Linked DNA regions of Capsicum annuum: region 2 is linked to region 1. A link is a contact called in public Hi-C data. All regions are on one chromosome and are shown on one strand. Each heading gives the region's core, a stretch centred on a gene start, on an enhancer-like site or on the middle of the called end of the contact. The rest is flanking DNA. Distances are from core to core; before and after follow the strand shown.

The links. A called contact is a pair of places that touch in the nucleus more often than the background predicts.
Region 2: a Hi-C map of leaf shows a contact between it and region 1, with 2.6 times the contacts expected there. The contact joins two enhancer-like sites. A contact is called at or near these places in 2 of 5 Hi-C or Micro-C datasets (both in leaf).

Annotation. Positions count from the first base shown.
Region 1 is chr4:111,186,712-111,193,842 of UCD10Xv1.1, forward strand. It overlaps LOC107867880 (exportin-4), which reads left to right. Exons shown (of 31, transcript XM_047411946.1): 25 at 765-872; 26 at 981-1,031; 27 at 1,132-1,209; 28 at 1,297-1,407; 29 at 1,633-1,829; 30 at 2,016-2,085; 31 at 2,176-2,609. The coding sequence ends at 2,364. Among protein-coding and RNA genes, the nearest start is that of LOC124898209, 54 kb to the right of the region's middle. Within about 2 kb of position 2,655, at least 5 of the 5 cell types and tissues checked have an H3K27ac peak or open chromatin away from gene starts, as enhancers often do. A contact at or near this core is called in leaf, where this site is marked.
Region 2 is chr4:112,053,794-112,060,924 of UCD10Xv1.1, forward strand. LOC107867853 (transmembrane 9 superfamily member 1) reads right to left here. Exons shown (of 12, transcript XM_016714314.2): 11 at 3,339-3,612; 12 at 2,771-3,206. The coding sequence ends at 3,139. Among protein-coding and RNA genes, the nearest start is that of LOC107867854, 13 kb to the left of the region's middle. Within about 2 kb of position 3,113, at least 2 of the 5 cell types and tissues checked have an H3K27ac peak or open chromatin away from gene starts, as enhancers often do. A contact at or near this core is called in leaf, where this site is marked.

The sequences.
Region 1 (7,131 bases), core at 1,405-3,904:
ATAAATGTAAGCAAAGAAAAACATTAATGTGCAAACATACTCGGTTTTCATTAATATCAAGCTTTACACTATATTGGCATCAGAAATTAATTATTTTTACTGCCACAATTCCTATGTTTAGAAATCCCAAAGTTTATCCCTTGAAATCTGAAATTAATTATTTTTATTGCCACAATCCCTATGTTTAGAAATCCCAAAGATTATCCCTTGAAATCTTTAATCAGATGCATCTTGCTTTTTGTTAATAAGTTTCTTAAATCAGTTCCTTTTGCTTTCGGTTTTTGGGTTTAAAATATGCCATTAAAATTTAGAAATTAGTCTGATCTAGGAGAAAATAGATTCGGTTCCTGTATCATTATGTATCCAGCAGACCAACTCCATCATCTCCACCTTGTGGAAACTCTGCGATCATCCCAAGGATGCTTTTGGCATCCGTGAATCATGGATTCAGACTAACAATAGCAGTCACAAACCAAGTATAGAACCGTGTCAGTAAGTGGGACGCATCAGCTCTCCTTTCTTTTCCCAAGGATGACTTTTGTATCCAGTGATCAAGGCAATACCTGTTCAATATTCCCTGCTTAGCTTAATTTTTCCAACCTAACTGCATACTCCCCTTCCACAGCTCCCTGTCAATTATTATGCTATCTCAATGAAGAAGCAACAGAGTTAAACATCCCTTACAAATGACAATGTGTATGTAATTGTTTTCTGTTCCATGGAAATGTAAGGATACTGTCCTGAATGACCCAATATGCCTTCAGATATCTCTGAGCATTTCAAGCAGCTTGCGGTGCGAAGCTGATACTGAAAGATACAAGGATCTACGTGCTGTACTCCAATTACTTGCTAGTCTCTGTTCAAAAGATCTGGTGTTGTCTGCACTCCTTGATCTTATTATGGTTATTTTTCCATTGCCACCTTTTGCTTTGGTCTAGGTTCTAAGTTTAAGATGACCTGGATATAACTGCTATTTGCAGGTTGACTTCTCATCAGAACCCATTGAGGCTCATGGGACAAATATTTGTCAGGTGGTGTTCATTCAGTTTCCTCCTTTACTTGTTTTTCCTGCCAAGGTACATTCTCAACCACATAATGCTGTAAAACAATCTGAAAGAAGTTTCGTTGCAGGTGGTATATACGGGTCTTCACATAGTTACCCCTCTGATAAGTTTGGACCTGCTCAAGTACCCCAAGCTTTGTCATGATGTAGGCTTTTCCTTTTTTGTTTCTTCATTTCTCTACAATGATAATAACTGTAAATAATAAAAGTAATAATTCATTTCATCTGTACAGTACTTCTCGCTGCTATCACATATGCTGGAGGTGTACCCTGAAATGATTACACAGCTAAATGGGGAAGCTTTAGTTCGTATCATTAAGACTCTTGATTTCGGTCTGTGTCAGGTAACCTGCCCACAAAATAAATGTCTATGGTTCATGGTTTTAGATACTATTTCATGCTGGGAAGTGCTTAAGAGAGTCTAGGCATCATTTCATGATGAAGTTGGTCCAATTGTCCACCATGCTACTTAACTGATGAACAAAAAATAGTTCCATAGTTGGGTTGTGCCTAATGATACTACTAGAGGTAAAAGTCAAGATCACTGTGTTGTGATGTTTGTGCTATAGGATGCAGATGTTGTTGATTTATGTCTAAGAGCTATAAAAGGACTTGCTTCTTTCCACTACAAGCAAAGAAGTGCTGGAGAAGTGGGGCTAGGTCACCATGCTTCAGGTTACAAGGATCATACAGGAAACTTTCAGGAAGGGATTCTGAGCCAATTTCTTCGTTCACTGTTACAGTTTCTCCTCTTTCAGGATTACAGGTGAGTTGGGAAAAAAACATAACCAGACACAGGCTGAAAGATTTGATGTTTGCAGGATTACTATATAATCCATTGTTAACGTATAAATGTCATTGCCCACTGGTATTTCATTCACAGATTTTGCTGTGTTTATGGCACTGTTACAATGTCCTAGTATTTTATTCTATTTTCATTTCTAAATTTCAGCACTGATCTGGTTGGCTCAGCTGCAGATGCGCTTCTTCCGTTAATCCTTTGTGAACAAAGTCTATACCAGGCATAATCCACATTCTTGAATAGCTGTTATAATTATTAATTTTTTACTAAAAATTGATTACTCGGTGAAACAATTTCACATTTCTTGCAGAAGTTGGGAAGCGAACTGATAGAGAGCCAGTCGGACACAGCTTTCAGATCAAGGTTGACAAATGCACTCCAATCACTCACAAGCTCCAACAGTCTCTCTTCTACACTTGATCGGCCAAATTACCAGAAGTTTAGAAAGAAACTGCACAGCTTTCTTACTGAAGTTCGTGGATTCCTCCGGAGAATATAATTTTGTTAGTTTGTAAATCCGTTGAGCATTGCCATTATTTCAGGGCCATTTTATTAAACGTTTTCCTTTTCTCTAGTGTACGTTACCCCAGTGGAAAGGAGGATTTTCATATGGTCTGTTTACAGAATCATTTGTAAGCGTACCAATCAGTTTGTAAGCGTACCAATCAGTCATTTGACAGAAAACTTTCTAGTGCACGTTTACTTTTCTTGGGTTTACCTTATCCCAAGTGAAAGGAGAATTTCTATACAGTCTGCTTACCGAATCTTTTTTACACAGTTTCCTTTAAGTTGCCGTACCTTATCCAATGTGGGAATGACCAGTCGCTATATAAGTTCTGCACCTATTATTTGATTCTACAGAAAAATGATTAAAGGGTAAAAAATGTCCTTTTAACGTATTACAACAGATTTGCAAATATCCTCTTTTTATCTTTTGGATCAATTTGTCCTACTTCCAACTATTGGATCAAAAATGCGTTCAAGGTATAAAAATGGTTCAAGAATGTCTTCATTACTCCTATTGGACTAAATTTAGCATTAATGTTATTTTCTAAATTAAAATTAGCAAGGTTGGAAAGTTGAGAAGGGCGTGGACCGCTTAGCCCTGTGCTCTCCTCTCTTATGCTAAACCCTAGATTTTCAAACTTTGCTTCGTAATCCACCGATCATGGCTAATTTGGCCACTAGTCAGTTGAATACGGAGGCTGACCAGGTGTTTTCTTTGACCTCTATGAAGTATTTCCCTAATCTATACCACCCTTGATCCAAAAAGCCTAATGAAGATTTGCCTTGATAATTTACTTACGGCGGAAGTACATATACGAGATGACGACAAACAGGAAAGGGAAAATGAAGTATGAAATCTGTTGAAGCCAGTCACCTTGAATACACCACAAACTGGTAAGGGGTTACAATATGCAGTAGTTCCTATCAAAAGATTGACGTACAATAATGGTGTACCTAGAGGACGAGGAGGAAGAAGTTAAAAACTGAATACTATGGAAAATTTGCACTATGCAGTTAGAAAGTTTTCCTGTGGATGGCCTGAAACGGATGAGTTGTGATTACATATGCATAAACAATGCAATACTAAAGGGAATTGTGAGATTGGATTGCTATGTTATCGCCATGTTCTGAAAAGATTAAGCCTAATGGAGGATTTTGTGAACTTAATGGCAAAGAATGCTCATTATATAACATCTAAGGATGGGGCAACCTACCAAACGAGACCTCTAATATATGACACGAAGTTCTAGTCGAAAGAGGAACCACACAAGTGATTGCATGGATTTCATTTCCAAATTTGTTGCCTCCAAAGTTCAAGTTGTATGATAAACCACACAAGTGATGGCATGGATCTCATTCCCAGATTTATTGCCACCTTTCTTTGTTAAGGACACATTTTCAATTGCAACAACTGTGCGTAAACCAATTCACCTTGACATGGACACAATCAACAGAATGAGACTTAGTTGTGCTAGAGTATTAAGTCCAAGTGTACTTGGCAACCAACTTGCCAAAATTTGTAGAAATTGAAGTGTTAATGGCAGTGGTAATGAAGCAAGAGTTGAACGAATTCAAATACAATATGACTTCTTACCAAAATACTATTAGAGTTGTAAACTACAAGGGCACAATGAAGATGAATGCAAAAGTCCTCATTAGGAGTTGAGAAAAGCCATAGTTGATGCAGATGAGAATGATACCAAGGGTTATAATGGGTGTACTTAATAGAGGCCTGACAAGAGATAAAGATGTAGGAAATAAGAGAATGAAATCGAGGTTCAAGTTAGAGAAGTTCACACATCATAGAAAAGGAATTGTGACAAATAATGCTTTTGAGGTCTAATAGAGGAAGTTACTTGGGAAAAAGAGGAGGAACAAGTGAGATGACCAACAGAGAGGAAGCAAATAAAGAATCAAGGTAAGATCTGACCACTACTAGGGAGAAAGCACATAAAAATGAAGGCCACAATGATTCCAAAGTATACAATACATAAGCATGATACAACTATTACAGTTGATTCACAATATGACACAAAGCTCAGCAAAGACAACAGGCCACTTAACTAGGCCATATGCAGCACCAAAGAGAACTCAAAAATGACATGTTTGGACAATCTGGTACGAGATCTGCAATATACACAAAATCAAACAACGAATAATGATGGTAGCAGTATGAACAGAGACAGTTAGAACAAAGATGAGGAGCAACAATTGTTACCTAGCACAATGTCAATAATAGCAAGAGAAAAGGATCAAATAGACGCAGATGAGGATATTGATGAAGCTTTAACACTGGAAAATACTCAATAAGTTGAATCTTTGGAGGTGGATAAAACATGGTCAACAAAGGAAACAACATTTGGTAGCTACCCACCTGCTAAAGAGGAGCATTTACTAGAACACCCAAAACCACTAGATAAAATAAAGATAAGTGTAGTTGATAAACAACCACTCGTTAAGACCAAACAAGAGTCAACCACGAGGATATTACTTGACATAGTGTCTCATCAAGTGCAAGAATCATAGGGGCATAATAATAAGTCAATCAGTATCAGAGAAACAATTGAAGATAAAGATCAGAGACAAATCAGCAAAATTTGAAGCAGGTAATGAAGGAGGCTGGATTAGCTCCATAATCGCTGACAGATAATACTCAAATATACCCAAAAAATGAATGTACGTGATCTTTAGCAATATATTTACCCGACTAAAACCAGAATCAAATCCATGAGGAACAATGTGACTAGCAGTCTAGAAACTATAAAGTAGAAATAACTTGCTAAAACCCAAACAAAGATACAAATATTGGGGGTTTTTGTAACTAAAAACTTAAGGTGGATAAAATCAAATATAATATGAACAAGGAGATCAATGGCTTTCACAATAATGAAAAACAAGAATAAAGATTCGAGAATTCAATTCCATCAATCGTCCAAAGCATTTAAATCAACTCCTCAAGATTAATCATGGATTAACAAATTAGCCTTGGAACCTTAATTATCCTCCACGTCTTTCAATCGATTGACAAATATTTTTTGGATAGATTCTTTCAAATTCTAGCCAAGTGCCAACACGAATGTTTTAATCTATGACTATACTAGCATCTGACTATGCTTAGCAATAAATTTCATTAGATGGACCCTATATCCTAAATCATACTAAATTAATCCCTTTCAATCTCAATTAGCTCTTTCAAGCATTTTCTAAGTAAGTGGGCAATGCCCCACTCTAATGTTCTCTTTCAAGCTCAATTAGAGTAGAAATCAATCAAGATAAGACTAATTTAGATACGTAAAACCCATTTATAAATTAAGAGTAATTAATCAATACCAAAGCATGAGATAGAATCGAAACTCAAATTCAAAACATAAGTATTGCATTATCCCTATCCACAAATACTCAACATCAATTTAGCTACATCCAAATAGTATAAATAAAGTAAGGAAAAAAAGAAAGGTTTGAGAAATTAACAATACAAAACTTTCAATCTTCAAGTCCAAGGGTGTTGGGTCAAGAACCCTAGCCTCCAAAGTTTAGAAATAAGTCAATGATGTGCTTGGATTCAGTTTTATGTGATTTAAAGTTGAACAACATGTAATTCAAGATTTTCCCTTAAAATCATCCTCGAGGACTTCAAAAGTGCTCAATTGACCTCTAAAGCAGTCATGTCGACTTTGAATAGGCCACTTAAAGTGGTCATGAGGGCTGTTAAAATGGTATTAACCTGAGATGATCAGACCGCTAAAGTGGTCACATTGGCCACTAAAGTGGCTTTAACTTGGTTGATTGGACATCTAAATTAGTCAGATTGGCTGCTAAAGTGGGTTTGACTGGCCTTCTAAAGTGCACCTCAGGCTGCTTTACCTAAGAGAAATTTTAGAGATTTATTTTCGACTCTTTTTTTTTCAGCTCTTTTTCTTCTCATTTCCACTTCTTTTCATCAAAGCTCTTTGTAAACTGATATGGGCATGAGGAGTTAAAAGCCGTTTACAAGTAACCAAACTCGGAACTTGCAAATCCTTTAAGGCTTATTTATGAAGATGGATATGTGTGAATATGTTTTGAGTCCCTTTAAGGGGTTTCACATTCATATTTGAGTAATAATTTCACTTAAGGGTATTTTAGTAATTTCATGCATGGGTTACTTTTGGACCCATTTTGTACTAGAATGTAAATAGCTACTTGGTAGGGTTATTTTCTTCTTAGCTTGTTTTTGATATTGAATGAATATTGCTCTTGAAAGAGTATTGGTGAAACTTGTATTGAATGTTTGCTTAGAAATGGGAGTTTTGAGGGTATTGAAACCTTCTTGGTCCACAGAAGAAATTAGTGTTTGAATCTATTAGTTTTAAGAGTCTTCGAGTTTGATACACTCATTGGTTCTTAATTCCTTATAGTTTCTTATGTCAATTTACCTATCTTTTATTTCTTGTATTGTTTGCACTTTGCTTACTTAGGTAGATTTAATCTCTTGTATCATTGTATTAGAGACGAGCTTGATTTCGTTCCTATGAAGTTAATCTTGGGTTTGCTATCTTGAAAATTCCAAAAAAAAGTTTATTCCATTTTTTACCCATAGGCCGAGACTTTGAGTCTTGGATTTTTGTGTCTTTTATGTGTTTCTAGTGTTAGATACTTGTTCCCCAACACTAATAGTCTAGATCTCAAATTTGAGCTTATTCTGGGTTGATTTAAGTCATTCACCATTGCTGAGCTTAAGTTGAAAAAACTTAATGGTGGGATCTCAAATTTGGAAGGT
Region 2 (7,131 bases), core at 1,863-4,362, 870 kb after region 1:
ACCCTCACTGGTTCCTCATGAAAATGCTCATAACTTTTCATTCGATATTGGATTAAGGCGAAATCGGCTGCGTTGGATAGAGAACTCAATTATCTATAATTTGGTAGGTGTTAAGACCCAAAACTCTATATATTTCAGAAGTTATACACATTCAAAGTTGATCCTTAATAGAATCGAATTCTAAAATTTGGTCGATAATGAAAGTTCTTAATTCCACTTCACTCTAAGTGTTTACAACGAACATTCTTTCCCTAAAAAACACTTTTCACACTGGGATAATAATCATGACACTTATATTTATATAGAAATAATTAGATTCAAGTTTATACACGTAGGAATCACGGTTCGAATTCTAACCCAAAAATGTGGGGTGTCACAGATTCTTCCCACATTAGGCCCATTAACCATTATACTATTATTTTACCTAGTATCACTCCTTCACTTGTATATGTTCATGAACAAACAATCTCAAAGAGAGATGCGAGGAGTGTGGTTTATAAAAATGCACTTGAAGGCCTATCGGAGTTCGTGCAAAAGAATTTCAAGCTTGGAAAGTATGATGACAAGTTGATAAAAGAGTTGGATTCGAGACAAATTCTTTTCAAGAAAGGAAGGATGATTCAAGATGAATTGGCTTCACTCTTTTATTCACTTTTGGGATCTATGCTTGAAGGACCAAACCTAAGGATGTATGTCTTAATCATCCTAGGGAGGCAAATACGTGATTGGAGGATAGCTTGGGAAGGAGCTATATTTGATGATATCACCAAAGGGTGTATTGATCAACATCGCATTTGGTTGTAGCATAGGGACACGGGAGAGCATATGTGCTAACATATGACCATTTGACATTAAGGGTAACTTTTGGGGCCATTTGATATTTAGGGTCACTTTTAGGCCCGTCTTGTAATAAGTAGCTTATGGCTATAAATAGCTAGGTTTTCTTTCATTTTTAGATAGCTGATGAATGATGATGAGAGATACACTTGCGAGTATTTAAAGCTTATTGGGATTTTATTGATTTGTTGAGAAATGTAGGTTGCGAGTGGATTAATTCCACTCGGGGTCTTCATAAGAGAATTGGTGCTTGTAGTTGGGTTACGTTTGAAAGTCTTTAAGCTAAGTCTTGCCTCTAAGGTAAGAGTTATAGAGCATCTCATAAATCAAAACACAATGTGGTGGTGTGAACTCTTGCCCATGAAACATAACTTGTTGTTTGAAAGTCATAAGTTTTGCCTTTACAATGTGGTAGTGTCAACTCTTACCAAAGAAACGTAGCTTGTTGTTTGAAAGTCATAAGTCTTGCCTTTATAATGTGATAGTGTCAACTCTTGCTCATGAGATATAACTTGATTGGAAGAAATCGAAGAAAAGAACAAAAATAATAAAAATTGCAAAAAAGAAGAAAATGAAGAAAATATTAAAAAAAATAAAAATCAAAGAAATTGTAGAAGTAGAGAGAGAACGAAAAAAAAATAAAGATTGATAAAAAAAATAAAGGTCGAGAAAAAATTAAAAGAAAAAAATATATAAAAGTAGACGTTGAGAGGAGTAACGATACCGTGGAGGTTAGAGAAAATTAAATTAATCTTTTCTTCTTCATACTTATTTATTTTTGCGTTTTTCCTTCGATATCTTTTTGTAACTTTTCCATGTCTGTGGTGTTAAACTTCTCATTCTAGGATTATGGTATCTTAATGATTGTTGTAGTAGACTCTTGATTCAATTTGTGAAGATTGTCATATTAATTGTTTTTCTATTCTTGATTTTACTATTTTACTGCTTCATGATCAGTTGAATAAACTATATTCTCATTGTGAATTCGAACGAGAAATCATGGGGTAGAACGAAGAATAAAGAGAGTAAGATCTTAACTTTGGACATCAAAGAATGGATTTGTAGCTAGGATAGACATATACCTAGATCACCTCAGTTAATAAATGAGAAGTGTGCATACGTTTACATGTTTATCTTGATCATATAAATAGAGAACACGTTTATCTTGATCATATAAATAGAGACATAGATAGGCGTGTGAATAAGTGATTAGAGGCTCGAAAGACCATAATCAGAGTATAAGCCTCGTAAATCAACAAGTAGATAAATCAAGCAAGTCGATGAAATTGATCACTCAATATGATTGTTAGCAAATTCATAATCCTATATCGATTTCATTAGTTATTTTTTTTGTATTTTAAGTTTAATTAATTCATAAATATATCTTTGAAATCTATGCTTGAATAAATAATTTTTTTTTGTATTTTAAGTTTAATTAATTCATAAATATATCTTTGAGATCTATGCTTGAATAAATAATTAACATTAGATCAATTTAGGAAATAGTTAATCGACGAGTAGGAAATAGTTAATCGACGAGTCTTTGCAGGTACTACATGAAGACATAAAAATTTTATATTACTTGTATAACCACGTATACTTGCATGTGTTGTTGAATGCAAGAGTCATACGTTCAAAATGTTACTCATGTATGAGTGACTAAATTTCATTTAACTAGGTCCTTTTACTTCTTGATTTGTTACTAGTTGATTGTCTTCGCTAATTAATATTTTTATTCCTTACTTTGTCTTGCATGAATAATTTTCTTTTACCCCGAGCTTGGATTGCCGATGTGAGCAAACTCGCACAGGCATGATCTAATGTTCAATCTCGAATAGAAAAATGTCCATACAAACATTTGTACAAACAACACTGAATTTCGGAACAAAAAAAAACATGAAATAAAAGAACCTCCCCAGGCATTTTTAAGCAATTGAAGTAATATCTCACTTCATTAAAAGAAAATGATTCTCTCAGTATACGAAAATAAAATGCAGATTATGGCCTTTGAAGTAAAAAACAAATGTATAAGCACTATATGTATGTACCACAAAAGTTGCAAAATAATCCAGCGTTTTCTCCCACACAACTTTACTAAACACCTCCACCCATCCTAAACCAGAAAATTGGGAATACAAAATAATTTCCTTCCCTCATCTCTTCTAAAATAATCTTCATTCACATCAGGTGACCAGATTGCTGTGGTATTATCTGGAAATCCACTTAACTCTCTATCAAGTGACGGGTAAAATAGATCATGCAAAACTGTGGGGCAGCATTTCATCTGCTCCGTTTAAGCACTTAATCACACTTGATATTTCTGTAAATCCTCCTAACAAACAAATTAGAGCCGAGATATCCAACAGCACCTGGAGTTCCAAAATAATCAAGCAAGAATAATTTAAGTCAGAACTTAACTCCATGACAGGGATGACGACGTTTTGAGGGGAACAAAAACAAAAGAGACTCCCCAGATCCTGTAATTGACTTATATAGCTTACCACAGAGGATGCCGACGCCAAGGCAGAACATCAGAGTGTAGCCAAAGTAAAAGCTGGTCTGGAAGAAACCGGACATCTTAGTCTTTACGTGATAGTAATATATGGCGTAAAGATAAACATAAAGAGCTGTTGAGGCAGCAGAAAAGAATGAAGTCCACCGCCAATGGTAGTTCTCGGCATTCAGCAAGAAATACGTGCCCACAATTGTCACACACACAGTGACAATGATGAGAATAATAAATACAAGAAGCATAAAACCATAGACATAGTAGACCTGCCAACAACAAAATAAAGGTCAGCCAAAGTTCAAATGTAAAATACATTGTTTAGGGAATAACTTTGCAGCTAACATAGAAGAAAAGAAGTAGGTGAACACTACAGAATCTCCACTGTGCAGATTAAATGCTCTGAAATTCTTGCTAGACTATGTCGGGATTCCTACTTTGAAGAAGTCATTGCAAGTTGTCCTATATGTGTTGAAATTATGGAGAAAGAAAGGAACTATACCAAAAAACATACGTAGACCAACGCTTCAGAATCTCGAGCTACTAGAGAAATGATCACCATAATCTATTGGCAAATGTCATTGATAATTCTACAAGTTTGTCTCTGTTTATCAAAAGACAAAATCTGGATTCAAACTTAAGCTTGGGAAGTTAGAATGGTTCACTATCCATGTCAGAGGTAGTGTCTGACAGGAACACATTGGACAGTCCTGAGACATGCCATCATACCCAAAACAATGTTGACATCTGATGTACCGTGATTTACTGTAGTTTCAACGATCAAAACATGGAAATTGTGCTTGTCCTTGACTACATTTTAGTAGATACGATGTGTTTTTGTGTGTTTGTGCAGGAAAACAGGTCCCGGAAGCTTAAGTTGGAAAACGGGCTGAAAATTTCTAAGTACTGACTCATGGAAGCAGGGCACGAATCATTGGGTGAAGTACGAACCATACTCAACCTCGTACTGATGACCACAGATGGTGTGATTCTGAAGTTGATACCACGACTCTTCCAATGACTCGTAACTTGATAGTATGAGTCATACTCGTGGCCATAGATAGTAGTTCAGAAGCAGTGAAATTGATCTCAACGGTACGAGTATCACGACGACTCCCATGACCCGTGACATCGACCGTACGGGTCTATAATATGGACTGGTAGGATAGATTCAGGAGGAGTGCAAATCAAGGGTTAATACCAGGAGTCGTAGTCCTAGACTACGAATCGTGGAATGACCCGTACGAATTGAAAGAATTTTTTGGATCTTTGGCAAACCACAAGTGGAGACCTATAGACCATGAGTCGTACCTTCATTGCATGAGTCGTACATTGCTAACAAACATGCAATCCTATTTTGTTTAGGATAGGATTCGTTTTGTCAATAAATACTTTTCTTAGGTTTTTGCTTACAGTTTATGCACCCTAAATATATTTATTTTTTTTGTTGTTGTTGCTTGAGAACACAACTCTCTTTGTTCTGAGCAATAATATCCATTGATTCTTGTTATTGATTGTGTTCTACTCAAGATTTTGGATTTCATCTATTCAATTCGCAAGTTCATAATTATGTTTTCTACCATAAATTCTGATTGTGTTCTTGCAAACATGAGTAGCTAAATCTCATAACTAGGGTTGTGGGAACTATGATAAATTAATGAAGTAGGTTAAAGTATTTGCGATTCTTGAATGGTGTTCATGGATGTATTGTTCTTCTCTTCGTATTGATTGCTTTTTAACAATTTCAAACATTAGAACTTGGCTTAATTCTTAATTGGCTTGATCAAAGAGAGAATAGGAAAAGAGATCAAACATGGAGATATGAGGCTACCAGCCCCCCATCTAATAGCTTGAGCCTTAACCGGAAAAATCTAATCCAGGATTGAGGGTAAGGGTTCATATGCAAACACTCATACACCTAGCTGGTAATTGAGTGATATTCATCCAATTAGAGTCAAAAGCCACTTAGGTGAACATAACTTACCAATTTTGCATGCTAAGCACCGAGATAGGTCACTAGTACGATACGCTCAATGAGTTATGAAATCACAAAAAAAATAGTCCTAGACATTCTCATAAATTGATACAAACAACAATTTGTTGGGGGTTTTGCCCTGATTTTCTTACCAAAATTAAGTTTTACTTTTTCTTAGAAGGAAAATAGAAGTAATAAAAGTAAGTAATAATTACTTTTATTTTTCCTGAAAGAAAAATATAAAACTTTTCCATATTTGGCAAACCTTTTTCTAAGAGGAATGATTTTGGACATCTATAAATAGAAGACCCCTTCTCATACAAGAACATAATAGTATCCACAATGTAGTCCCCTTAAAGAGCCTTGTTTATGGAGAGATTTCTCTCATAGTATTTTTATGTTTTTTTATTTAATTTTTAATATGTAGGCCGATTGGACAAACCATATCAATAATATTATGTTTTTTTGTTTAGTTTTGTGTCATCTAAATTATCACCATATTAGTTTGCAAACTTTAAGCTTCCGCATGACGCCCTCTCGATTTCGAACCCAATAGATAGGTTGCTAGTACGATATGCTCAATGAGTTATGAAATCACGAAAAATACAGTCCTAGACATTCTCACAAATTGATACAAACAACAATTTAATACCCTGTCACTTGTCACTTGTCACTTGTTTACTGAAAGCTTACAAATTGTTACTTGTAACTTTAAAAACCCCTTCAAAACTAAACAACTACTAGCATAAATAACCACATTGACCTAGTTTCTAGTCACATTCCCGGTAGGATCGACCCCAACCAAGTTGGGTTCTATATTTGATCAACGACCATGCTATACTTCATTGTGAGGTGTAATTTGAGAGACATCAACATCTAGGTTACCTTCTCTATTTAAAAAAATTTTACCAATAGAAAATTATCTCACATGTTATTGATAGACCAAAAGCGTGCTCTCACTCCTCAAACTTATACATCTAAAACTCCAATTTCTCTTTTGCACATAAGGTCAATTCAAAATTTTGAAACTTTCAGATGAATATCAAGCATCTTACGAAAGTTTCAAACTGAGAAAATTAATTGCAACGCATAACTATCTCTATGCATGTCTCATGGTGTTAATTAGATTTTTTTGTCTATCAGAGTTAGTATGTTTCCGTGTTGTGTCCTCTTGCATTCTGAAAAATGTCAAATACAAAGTTTGCACGTTAGAAACTCGTGTAGAAATTGTTAGAATATGAATAGGAATGACTAGTATATACAATCCTACTTGGAAAATGATTGTAATGTTAGTGTCCTAGTTGGAAAAAGAGTCTAATGTAGTATCTATAATGGCAGAAGAACTGATGGATGTTACCCTGGATGATCCACATATTCCTATGAGAGAATACAAAGAAGGAGAGGTCACCAGACTAGTCCCCAAGACTCGAAGGGAGTATAATAAAGATGATCGTAAAAAAATTGCAAAGAACTACAAGGCAAGAAGTTGCTACTGCATACGAGTCGGCTAAAGAGATTTGGGATTGTTTCAAAACTGCACATGAGGATACCAGCCAAGTAAAGGAGCCGAAAGTTGACATACTCACTACACAATATGAAACCTTTACCACGAAAGAAGGAGAAATTATTCACGAAATGCATACGAGATTTACATCCATCACAAATGAGCTACACAGTCTAGGTGAGGACATCAGGCCTAGTAAGCAAGTAAGAAAAGTGCTTAGTATTCTTCCCAGTCATGGGAAAGTAAGGTAAATGTTATTACTGAAGCAAGAGACCGGAAGACCCTTACAATGGACGAGCTCATAGGAAA